Linked DNA regions of Mus musculus: region 2 is linked to region 1. Evidence: chromatin contacts called from public Hi-C data. All regions are on one chromosome and are shown on one strand. The core of a region is the stretch at or near the end of the contact, and the rest is flanking DNA. Distances in the headings are between cores, read along the strand shown.

Evidence for each region. Hi-C and Micro-C count contacts between places; a contact is called where the count stands out from the background.
Region 2: a Hi-C map of liver shows a contact between it and region 1, with 5 times the contacts expected there. The contact joins two enhancer-like sites. A contact is called at or near these places in 3 of 39 promoter capture datasets (the C10 cell line, embryonic stem cells and liver), 12 of 15 datasets of contacts at CTCF or cohesin (CD8 T cells, the G1E-ER4 cell line, the NIH/3T3 cell line and 6 more), 203 of 484 Hi-C or Micro-C datasets (the 3T3-L1 cell line, 3T3-L1-derived adipocytes, the AML12 cell line and 100 more), 26 of 115 datasets of contacts at active chromatin or transcription factors (the NIH/3T3 cell line, astrocytes, a beta-TC-6 cell line and 10 more) and 5 of 9 other capture datasets (adipose tissue, embryonic stem cells, embryonic tail and 2 more).

The regions. Positions count from the first base shown.
Region 1 is chr12:72,463,843-72,469,576 of GRCm38.p6, forward strand. It overlaps Lrrc9 (leucine rich repeat containing 9), which reads left to right. Exons shown (of 32, transcript NM_001142728.1): 12 at 1-108; 13 at 3,016-3,148; 14 at 5,327-5,449. Among named protein-coding and RNA genes, the nearest start is that of Lrrc9, 25 kb to the left of the region's middle. Within about 2 kb of position 3,604, at least 7 of the 459 cell types and tissues checked have an H3K27ac peak or open chromatin away from gene starts, as enhancers often do. A contact at or near this core is called in hepatocytes and liver, where this site is marked.
Region 2 is chr12:72,646,037-72,651,770 of GRCm38.p6, forward strand. It overlaps Dhrs7 (dehydrogenase/reductase (SDR family) member 7), which reads right to left. Exons shown (of 7, transcript NM_025522.5): 7 at 4,317-4,581. The coding sequence ends at 4,537. Among named protein-coding and RNA genes, the nearest start is that of Dhrs7, 16 kb to the right of the region's middle. Within about 2 kb of position 3,380, at least 23 of the 459 cell types and tissues checked have an H3K27ac peak or open chromatin away from gene starts, as enhancers often do. A contact at or near this core is called in hepatocytes and liver, where this site is marked.

The sequences.
Region 1 (5,734 bases), core at 2,354-4,853:
AAGATGCTGGAGTGCCTTTTCTACGTCTTTGATCCCGAAGTGACTGTAAAGAAGAAGCATCTGCTACAGATACTTGAAAGGGGATTCAAAGACAGCGACACAAGCAAGGTAGCTCGCGCTCTCACCCAGAATCCAGCGTGCCTCCCCGTCCCTGCACCACTGTTTACCACAAACTTCTGTTCCTGGTTCCCAGGAAGCATGGTGGCATGGTGGCCGACAGACAGAGTCTTAGGCGTGAAAAGGACAGCACAGGCAGTCCTCCACGGCTCTGTCTGCCTGCCTTGACTTGATTCTTCTTCTTGGAGTCTTTTATTGGTGACTTTGAAATTTCCTTCTTTAATTGGCTCCAAACTCAACATGAACCTCCAGCACTCCTATAAAGAACGAGTTGAAAGCACCCCATTCCCGCGCTTTGGCCGTGCTTTCTAGCTGCCGTCCAGCTTCCTATTTCCGTTTTCTGCCACCATTTCTTTCCTCTCTGCTTCTCCGCCCTCACCTTACTGCTAATTCTGTGTCATTGCTGGGACCCTGAGCTCCAACACATCTAGCCCACTTTCCTGCAGCCTCCTGATGTAGACCAGTGCTGGAGAGTACTGCTTCCCAGGCCACGTCACACAGTGACCCACATAAATGAGAACACTGCTGTGTTCGAACCTGACGCTGCTCTACCCCAATCACTTCCCCTCGGCCTGCTTGCTTTCTCTGTGTTTTGCCGATGACTTTGAACTCCTGACCCTTCCACTTCGACTTCCCACCAACAGTGGAGGAGGGTTCCTCTTTCTCCACATCCTCGCCAGCATCTGCTGTCACCTGAGTTTTTGATCTTTGCCATTCTGACTGGTGTGAGGTGGAATCTCAAGGTTGTTTTGATTTGCATTTCCCTGATGACTAAGGATATTGAACATTTCTTTAGGTACTTCTCGGCCATTCGAGTTTCCTCAGGTGAGAATTCTTTGTTTAGCTCTATCCCCCATTTTTAATAGGGTTATTGGTTCTCTGGAGTCTAACTTCTTGAGTTCTTTGTATATATTGGATATTAGCCCTCTATTGGATATAGGATTGATAAAGATCTTTTCTCAGACTGTGGCTTGCCGTTGTGTCCTGATGACAGTGTCCTTTGCCTTACAGAAGCTTTTCAATTTTATGAGGTCCCATTTGTCTATAGTTGATCTTAGAGCATAAGCCATTCGTGTTCTGTTCAGGAAATCTTTCTTTGTCGACATATTCAAGGCTCTTTCCCACTTTGTCTTCTACTAGATTGAGTGTAGCTGGCTAAATGTGGAGGTTCTTGACCCACTTGGACTTGAGCTTTGTACAAGAAGATAAAAATGGATCAATTTGCATCCTTCTACATGCTGACTGCCGCTTGAGCCAGCCCCATTTGTTGACTATGCTCTTTTTTCCACTGGATGGTTTTAACTTCTTTGTCAAAGATCAGGTGACGATAGGTGTATGGGTTTAATTCTGGGTCTTCAATTCTATTCTACTGATCTACCTGCCTGTCTCTGTGCCAATATCATGTAGTTTTCATCACTATTGCTCTGTAGTAGAGCTTGAGGTCAGGAATGGTGATTTTCCCCAGAAGTTCTCTTGTTGTTGAGAATAGTTTTTACTATCCTGAGTTTGTTGTTGTTGTTGTTCCAAATGAATTTGAGAATTTCCCTTTCTATCTCTGTGAAGAATTGAAGGGGGCATCTTATTCTTGAACTGTCTCTATACTGCGGGTTTAAGAGCAAGGGTGGACAACCCTGGCTAATCTTCCAAAGTGTTAAGCATTGGCTTCAGTAAATAGCAAGCACTTGAGAATCATTATTACAAAACTCTTGTGTTGAAATGCAGCCATTTGTAAACCTTTCTCTACTGTGCTTAAGGGCAAAGACTACATTTACAGACTAGGTTCTCAACAAAAATTAGGTGAATGAGTAGACAGTGGCCATAACCATTATCTATGTCTATGCCTTAGTGTATTTTCTCATCTTAAAATAGTTTTCCTTTACACTTCTATTTGGATTCCCTCCTATCCTAGAGCCTGAGCCACCATCCCATTACCACCTTCTGCTCATTTCAGTTAAGGAGGATATCTTTTGGACATAGCTTGAGATGTCTTATGGCTTTAATTATTGTTCATAGTTCTGACCTCTCTCTGTCCCCCAAGTGCGGTGCACAGAGACTGTAACTAAGCAAGCAACCTTGACCACTGCACGGTGGAAAGGTCATTTGCTGAAGTGTGGACTTGGTAGTCACAGGATCCAGTTTTCCTTTTTTAAGAAGAATTTCTTTGGGTAACTTTAGGTTTCGATTAGGAAATAATTTCCTAATTGAATTTCAGAAAAGACATAATTCTAAATAATATGGCTGTTAATCAAAAACTAGTGATCAATTTAAAACTCTGAGGCTGTGACAAGGACAAAAAGATCTGAGCTCAGATTGTGACATTGCCCATCTCTCCCCCCGTCCTTGGAACATCTCATAATCTCTCATAGCTCTGGGCTCCTTACGAGGAACAGTGATTCTGTCTGCTCTTTGTATGACACTGATGCAGTTTGGAAGAAGTGAAGTTAGTCACAACAAAACTAAGATGTCTGTGCACAATTGGAAATGTTTTCTTCCTGGAAAATAATGTTGACTGCATAGCATACACCCAAAATGAGTGGGACCCTCTTCTGATGTGGACCTCACCCCAACAGGGCCTTCCTTTGGAGTTAGCGAGAGATCCCCCAGTCCTTGTTGGAAGCTGTTGAACCCGGCACCGCACTGATGTTGCTTATGACTTTGGCTGGTTTTCCCTGAAGAGCAAATTTTGTTCCTTATCACTTTTGTATAGACACATTCGCATGTGACTTTTGAATATTTAAATGACTTTGCATAATGAAGCTGCACCCGGAGAGTATCTCTTTGCAGATTACATTGGCCAACACAGAAACGTAAAATAATAAGCTACCTGCATCCAAGTAGAAATGCTGTCTATTTTACATGAAAAAAAGTAGCCCTAAGATTTTTTTTTCTCCTTTGCAGCCCTCTCTCAAAAAGGAAGCCGTCACTCTTGTGAACAGCCTCAGTATGTGTGAGTGTCCCCGGATAGAGTTCCTCCAGCAGAAATACAAGGAGGAGAAGAAAGGCCCCTCAGAGAGTGAACTCTACAGACATGGTAACAGACAGTGCTTCTGACGTTGTGAGGCCCTCGGCTCCTCCATCTCTTCTGGATCGTTTTCCTTCTTGGTTTTATCAATCCAAGAGACACTGTCTGAATTGTTGTGTGACATACTCACCAATAGAGTGGCACGCCTCTGTCGGTTCAGCTGCACTGTCAGTTGGACTCTGTATTTCTTGTCTACCAACCCTAGGAAGAAGAGAACCTATGTTGTTCCGATAGTTCACCCAACTTGCACATGCGTTTCAGAGTCTGCTTCTGTCTTTATGTTACATCATAAGAGTAAACTCAGAAGTACACTTGTGTATTTCTTTACACACACTAGCTTCATGAGAAAGAGAAAAGAATTGGCTTGTATGTGAAATAATCAATAGAACAGTCAGGAAGATTGGCTGTATTTGTTCTGAGTCACCACAATCTAAGGTGATGAGGAAACCTGGCAGGAGTGGGAAAGCATGTGGATTAGACATTGGTCTGTAGAAGGCAAACTGTGTGGTAATTTATTCAGTTAGTAAATACCATTCTTGCAACTTAAATACATGGCAGTCCAAGAACCAACCTGTAAAACAGGCTGGGAGAAAAGGCCAGCTCCTGTGCCTTCTCTTGCCTCCCCTCCTACTCTTCATTCTTCGGAATGTACTCATTAACAATGTGCTAATTAAATGCTTATTGTGTCTTAGGCACTGTCTGGTTTTGCATAAACCAGTTTCCCTAACATAGTGCCTACAAATATCAATAATCACAAAATTAAATATAAAGTTATAGTTACTATGATAAGTATAAATATGAATGAAGTATCGATGCATACAATAAAGAGAACAACCAATCAGGCTAGGGATTAAGAGAGCTTATTCTATGATCTCTCAGTCACCAAATTAACTGAACATCAGCTAGGCAGAGCTTTGGTTTGTCCTCAGCCAGGAACACCTGCTGCGGTAGGAGGTGCAGCATGGTGGCAGAGTGCCTGGCAGGCCTGGTGCCTCCGGCTAGCAGCACTCAAGCACTTACTGGTTCTTTGAGAATAGCATGCCAGGATCCAGGCCACAGTTCTGCTGGGATGGTTCATGGCAAGCTGTCAACTGTGCATGGCTTCAGGTAGTGAAATATCAGAAACACGATCTGGTTGCTAAATCAAGGCCTCTTTACTTGAAAATAACTGATACTTTTCAGATCATTCTTTTCCATCCCAGTTATTAGAAAAACCTCATATTTACCATCTACTTAGTCCTTCTAAAATGCATTTCTAAAACAGGCTAGCCTGACTCACATTTTATATCTTGCATAGAGTGAAAATAAAGTATCAGGCCTGGAGAGATGGCTTATGTGTGTAAGAGCACTCACTGGCAGCTCTTGCAGAGGACCAGAGTCAGTTCCAGCACCCACACTGGGTGGTTCATAACTACCTTGTAACTCCAGTTTCAAGGGATCCAATAAACTCTTTTAAACTCCACAGGCAATGCTTTCCTGTGCATAAACCCATGCGTGTGCACACGCACGTGTGTGCGCGCGCACACTCACACACAAATAAAACATTGAAAATTCATTTATTTATATATAATGTATATGTAATGATAAGAATTTTTCCAACTTTATTGACTCATAGGAATCTTTAGTATTCAGGAGATTACAAAGACCTCAAGAATCTGTGAGAGAAGAACTGTCTGTCCTTCTGTTCCATAGATTTATATTTAGTACCTGTTAGATCTCAGGTGAAAGAAACAGAAAATGTCTCAGCCGGTACCTGAGTTCAATTCCTGGAACCTACATAATAAGAGAGTACATGCACACAGAGACACATACAGAGAGACACACAGACACACAGAGTCACACACACTCACTCACAGAGACACAAACACACACACAGAGAGAGAGAGAGAGAGAGAGAGAGAGAGAGAGAGAGAGAGAGAGACCAGACACACACACAGCAGAGGCATTGCTAAATTATTGTGTTCTTTTCTAGTGTCTTTATAGCTTTGTTTATGTTTCTTTTTCCATTCTATAGCCCAGTGATGTGCAGTTCAGTATGTAAACTTGGGCTAAATCATGTAAGGATCCTGCCTCTGGCTCTTAAGCGCTGGGATTATAAGTGTCATTACAGAGCATTAGGATTAATAAACGTTACATTGGAAATTTGTTAAGGTCATATTTATTAAAATTATCTTTTTTCATATTTAGGCACCATCCTCATTGCGAAGGTTTTTCTTGGCCAGAGTATTCAGGCTCGTGACCAGGAGCCCATCAATAAAGCCAACTATCCCATGGTTAACTCGGTGTTTGTTCCTCAGAGACATGTGCTAAGTATGTCTGCCAAAGAGAAAGACGGGCGACTTCATCACTCTCAGTACAAACCATTCCTACCTAATACAACAGTCTATAACTTATAGCATGGTCTAATCTGAACCTAACAAGGCCTATAAACTTTTCTCTGAAAACCTACTTCTGGATATTAATAATTTTCTGTTATTCATATTAATAATATGTGTTGAAATTTATTTCAATAATTTATGTGTGATAGGTATGTGTGTATGTGTGTGTATACTCACCTATACATTAAAATCTCAGTATCTGTTCTAGAGTACATAC
Region 2 (5,734 bases), core at 2,130-4,629, 180 kb after region 1:
CTATGTGGTTTGCTCTTTTATTTTGATTTTAGCGGAGATTACAGTTAAGAGACTGCATTGTTGGGATCAAGCAAAAGAGTTTGGGAACAAGCAAAATAAAATCGTCCCAAATACTGCCATTTTGTTTTCAGGCTCCATTTTAATCATAGGGTGAAACTAAGTTCTAGTTCCCAGGCCCTAAGGGGAGCTGGGGCTCCCCAAGAGCTGAACAGCTTCTGTAACTCATCTTTTGCTCCCCCAAAACATAATGACTGTTCCTGATCAACTTCTGATATTTATTTTTTGTTACCCAAGACATAATGACTATTCCTGACCAGGAAAGAGCAAATGGGTTTGATTGGTTGGACTGTAAAACCTACATTCTGCATCTGTTGACAAATCAACCATGTAAGGAAAGCCCTTATCCCTAAGTCCTGATTGGTGGGAAAATGTAAGTGTAACTTGGCACAGGTATTTGTCGTTTTCAATCATCAAAGCTCTGTAACATTCTGACAAGGTAGGGTGGGAATCACAGTTCAGCTTCCTAGTCTATTCTACAGCCCTGATCAATCATTAGTGGCTTGGTTACAATAAATTTTTGTCATCTGCATTGACCTGGTATTTGAGCTGTGTGGTATCTAAGCTGACCCTGCAACAGTGTGAGTCTCAGAAAAGACTTCAAACTGTTAAACTGTGATAGACTAGAAGGACTTTTGAATTCAGACTGAATGCATTTCTGCATTATGGTTATGATATAGCTACAAGCCTATGGTAGCCAGGGAGTAGAACATGGTGATTTGAATGAAAATGGCTCCATGGGCCTGTAGGGAATGGCATTATTAGAAGGTGTGGCCTTGGAGGAAGTCAAACAGTGAGGGTGGCCTTTAAGGTTTCAAATGCTCAAGCCAGGCCCAGCTCTTTTCCTGCTGCCTGTGGATCCAGATGTAAAATTCTCAGCTACCACTCTAGCACCTTGTCTGCCTGTGTGCCACCATGCTTCCTGCCATGACGATAATGGACTGACCTCCGAACTGTAAGACAACCCCAGTTAAACTTTTTCTCTTCTAAGAGTTGCTGCACAAGGATAGCCCTGGGGTGGCTTCCCATATGCCGGATAACTATTCTACAGTTATTTTGTGTGTGCTATTTGATGCCAGACAAACTGTAAAGTACTTGTAAATAACTGACTTTCTGCTGTTACTTCTGTTGCTTTTCTATCAAAATCCATGGTTATTTTGCACTGTATTTTGCTAAAACTAAAATGCCATTGATGGCACCAGCAGTGAGGAGTTCCCAGTGGGTTCTTCCTGAACTCTTTTGTACCCGTCTGGCTGGTATGAAGTCAAACAGCCTCTGAGTGGGGAGTGAGGCTGATTATAGAAAAGATAGAAAAAAAGATGCAAGAGACAGATATGAGAGAGAGAGAGAGAGAGAGAGAGAGAGAGAGAGAGAGAGAGATATGCAAGTTAATACCATACCAGCCACAAGTGTATTTCTCATAGCCTTCTTATACTACAGTACAGTGGGAAGCAAAGTCACAAGTCAACAGAAACAAATTTGCTAAAATGCACACAAGATGTTTGTTCCCATCCCCAAAACCTCTCTGTTCCTTCCACCAAGAAGGAACAATAGAATCTTCAGCCTCTCACCTTGAGCCTCAGGTACACCTCCTCTTACTGTTCCATGCCTCAGCAGGCTGGAAAATCTGCCAACAGACCCTTGCCTTGACTCTGCCTGGCAGGCAGACTTTTTTTTTCCTTCCTTCCTTCCTTCCTTCCTTCCTTCCTTCCTTCCTTTCTCTCTGCTTCAGAGAAGTGGCAAAACAGCTCCCGATACTGTTTATTTGAACCTAAATAGCTTTGAAATCTTGAAAAAGTAACACATAGTCCTTTAAGCATCTCTTGCAGGTATAACAGGCAGGAAACATCCCCTATCTCCATGGATGCCATGTGGAGCAAAGTAACCAAGGAGTCCCATGTACCAAATGGCATATCTCAGGTGTTCAATCACGATGTGTATCACAGGCTGCTGTACATCCCATCAGCTGTTTCAAGCTAGTCCTCTCTACCTACCTGCTCTCCTTAAGACAGCATAAGCATTCTGGGTAAGAACTGTCCCAACTGCTTTCTGTCCTCTCATTGTGTATAATAACTCACATCGATGTGGTTTTCAATTACTTTTGTTCTCTCCAAAACTGATGCTGGAAAATCCCAGTGCAACAGTATAGTAACAGGCCTGGCCTATAAGAGCAGATTGAGTCATGAGTAGAATTAGGTATATAACAATATACATGTATGTAATAAATATAATAATAAATATGTAAATATATTTATTTATTTATAATAGATAATATGTATAAATAATATAATAATAAATATAAAAGGGCTTAGTGATCAGGCCCTAGTGGCTCTGGCTTCTAATTCCAGCCTCTTGATAGGCTAAGGGAAGAAGACTACAGGCGGGGCTGGAGAGATGGCTCAGCGGTTAAGAGCTCTTACTGCTCTTCCGAAGGTCCTGAGTTCAAATCCCAGCAACCACATGGTGGCTCCCAACCATTCGTAATGAGATCTGACTCCTTCTTCTCGAGTGTCTAAAGACAACTACAGTGTACTTACATATAATAAATAAATAAATCTTTAAAAAAGCAAAAAAGAGCTGGGCGTGGTAGCTCACGCCTTTAATCCCAGCACTTGGGAGGCAGAGGCAGGCAGATTTCTGAGTTCCAGGCCAGCCTGGTCTACAGAGTGAGTTCCAGGACAGCCAGGGCTACACAGAGAAACCCTGTCTCGAAAAACCAAAAAAAAAAAAAAAAAAAAAAAAAAAAAGAAGAAGAAGAAGAAGACTGCAAGCTTAATTATAGGTTGAAGTCAAGACCAGTTTGGACGAATTAGTGACACACTGTCTCACGAGAAAATGTGAAAAAGAAAGGAGAGAAAATGTGAAAAAGAAAGGAGTGGTAGAACCGAGGAGATGGCTTGTTGTGTAGGCATGCGGGCCTGACCGTGGATCCATAGACCTCATCTAAAACCAGCTGTGTCGGTGACTGTTAGCTCAGTGCTCTGATGGGGACATGAGAGGCAGTAGCTCCGTGGTCGAGTGTAATATTGGCTTACAGACAATTCGGCTAGGCTCCGCCCAACAGCTTGCATCACTGCCCGCAGCCCTCCTGTTGCGAATCAGCGGACTGCTCGCTACCCCAGGTCCCCTTCTTTTTTCTTCTTCCACTCTCTTTCTCTCTGTGTTCCCATGTGATCTAGGTCTTCTCTTCCTCTATTTCTCTCTTTCTGTCCTCCCCGCAGCCCCCTCTCTCCGCCTCTACCCCTTTCCAGGTCCCTGCGCCCTTCCCCCTCAATAAATCTTTCTATTATGCCTGACACCTGGCACGATTTCCCTTACCCTTCCCCCCAGCATGATTACACCATCTTACATTTCATAACATGTGTGCCTAGCATGTGCAAAAGGCTCTAGATTCAAGCACCAGTTTTGAAAAAGAAAAAGAAGCAAACAAGACATTGGACTGGTAAAGGGGGGTTGTCTTACCCTTCCAAGTCTTCCACCTGCTCAGGCTACACCACTCCTCTCCAGAGGACACACCAGCAGAACACAATGTTGGAGCCAGATGCCTTCCTCTAGGGCCCCTTGGCCTCCAGAAATGTGAAACGTACATTTATATAGTCTACAGGTAGCCAGTAACTGGCAGTCATTCAGAAGTGTGGGAACGTGTGACCTTAGAGAGCATAAGATGACCGCTGAAAGACCTTGCTAGAATAGCATGCGGGGGACCTTCCACTAGAAGATTGTGACAACACTCCCTTCCCAAAATGGCCCAGCAAAACAAACTTTACATGAAAGCCCTGACCCCACAAGGCAGGTACAGATAATGACCTGGAATGTTTCAGGTTCCTCTTCTGTTGACAAGGACCTCACCTCACCCATCAATGCTGCTTAGGGAAGGTCCTGAAACACCTGCCTTTCTGGAAGGGAGAGGCTAATTACCATTTCTACAGAGGGTGATAAAAAGGTCAGCTTGGGCCAACAATGGGCTTAAACCGACTCAGGTCATTAACAAGGCCTACCCTTAAACTGTATAAAAAGTGTGTGCTTAAGAGATTCGGGGTCACCTCTGCCCGATTGCAACACAGCCCGACAAGCCGGATCAATTAACCTCTTGCTTATTGCATCCATCTCCGTCTCTGTGTTTCTGTGAGTGAGACATCCTGGAATGCAGGCTCATTTGGTCTTACAGAAGCACAAGTGACTTGAGACAATGTCAACTATGTAACTACAAGCCCTTAGTTACGTTTCTGTTAACCTCATTCTAAGTCTGCAGTCTTAAATATGTTAAATGTTATTTTATTCAAAAAGGTACCATATGCTCTTGTACAAAGGCAAGATACAGGACAAAGTTTTCTTTATTATTCATTACATACTGAATAGAAAGTTGTATCAAAAATTAAACCCGAAAGTAGTCACCGGCCCTCCTTCTGTGTGCAAGCTTACTGTACATACGCTGTTTTTCATTCTCAACAAGTGGCTCAGACATCTCTGGTGGTTGTTTCAATCCTTCTTTGCCTTCAAGAATTTATAAGGCAAGTCTGGATCCTGTAAAAAAAAAAAAAAAAACAAGAGTAATATGAACCAGAACCAGACCTTCCTCTCTTGACCGGTGTCTGACAAACAAGCTTCTCTGTTTAATGTTTCTTCAACCAATAGGGAGCTTTGTAAGCCTCTGGCAAACACCTTAATTGGGAGTAAAACATCACAACCAATATCTACATACACTAGCAAATATTGCCCTCCAGCTTAGCATCTTTATTTTCTCCACATGGCAAGAATGCCATCAATTCTTTTCTACTCTTAAACAGTGAGTGCTTTTCTTACTTCTCTGGATCACACCCACCGATAGCCTACAAGTACACAAATAGCCTAGATAGCCTACAAGTACACAAAATAGATCAGAGTCTCTAGGATTTAAATATCTGGCTGATTGTGGTGGTGCACGCTGTTAATCCCAGCACTTGGGAGGCAGAGACAGACAGAGCTCTGGAAGTCTGGGGCCAGTTTGGTTTATGTAGGGAGATCAAGAGTAGTCAGGAATATATAGGAAGAAAGGGGAAGGGAGGAGGAAGGAAGGAAGGAAGGAAGGAAGGAAGGAAGGAAGGAAGGAAGGAAGGAAGGCAGGCAGGCAGGCAAAGAAAAGAAATATTTGGATGTGTCTAAAATTATTTATGAGCTTTTGATACACTATTTGCAAGATAAAACAAGGCAACTTGTTAACCCCTAAATGTGGTTTATTGTTGGGAAAGGTAAGCAATTGCTCATCCAAGAACTCACCGAAAGACAGACAGAAATAGTTTTTGGTGTTAGTGGGTTACTTGGGATGAATTCAGGTTTCTAAGCAGCAGGAGGCAGCCTCCTCTGGAAGGAACCTGGCAGCCTTCTGGAAGTGTTCTATTGTTACACAAAAAGCACCTTTATCAAGTCAATCTCCACACACCACAACTTCCTACCTGACCTACGGGACTAACTGGAAAGACCCTTCAGCAATTCTCAGCCATGGGAGACTTCCTGGTTTGCCAGGCCGGTCTCTAGACTAAGATATGCAAAGGCTCAAACCTTCAAAGGAAGAGCCCATAAAATTTCAGATAATCACTGACTGACAAAAGGCTACTTCCAAGCTTAGGTGCCATCACTCCAAGATTCCTGCCAAAATACAATAGTTCTGCTAACATTCTGTAAGAAATGATAATCTAAA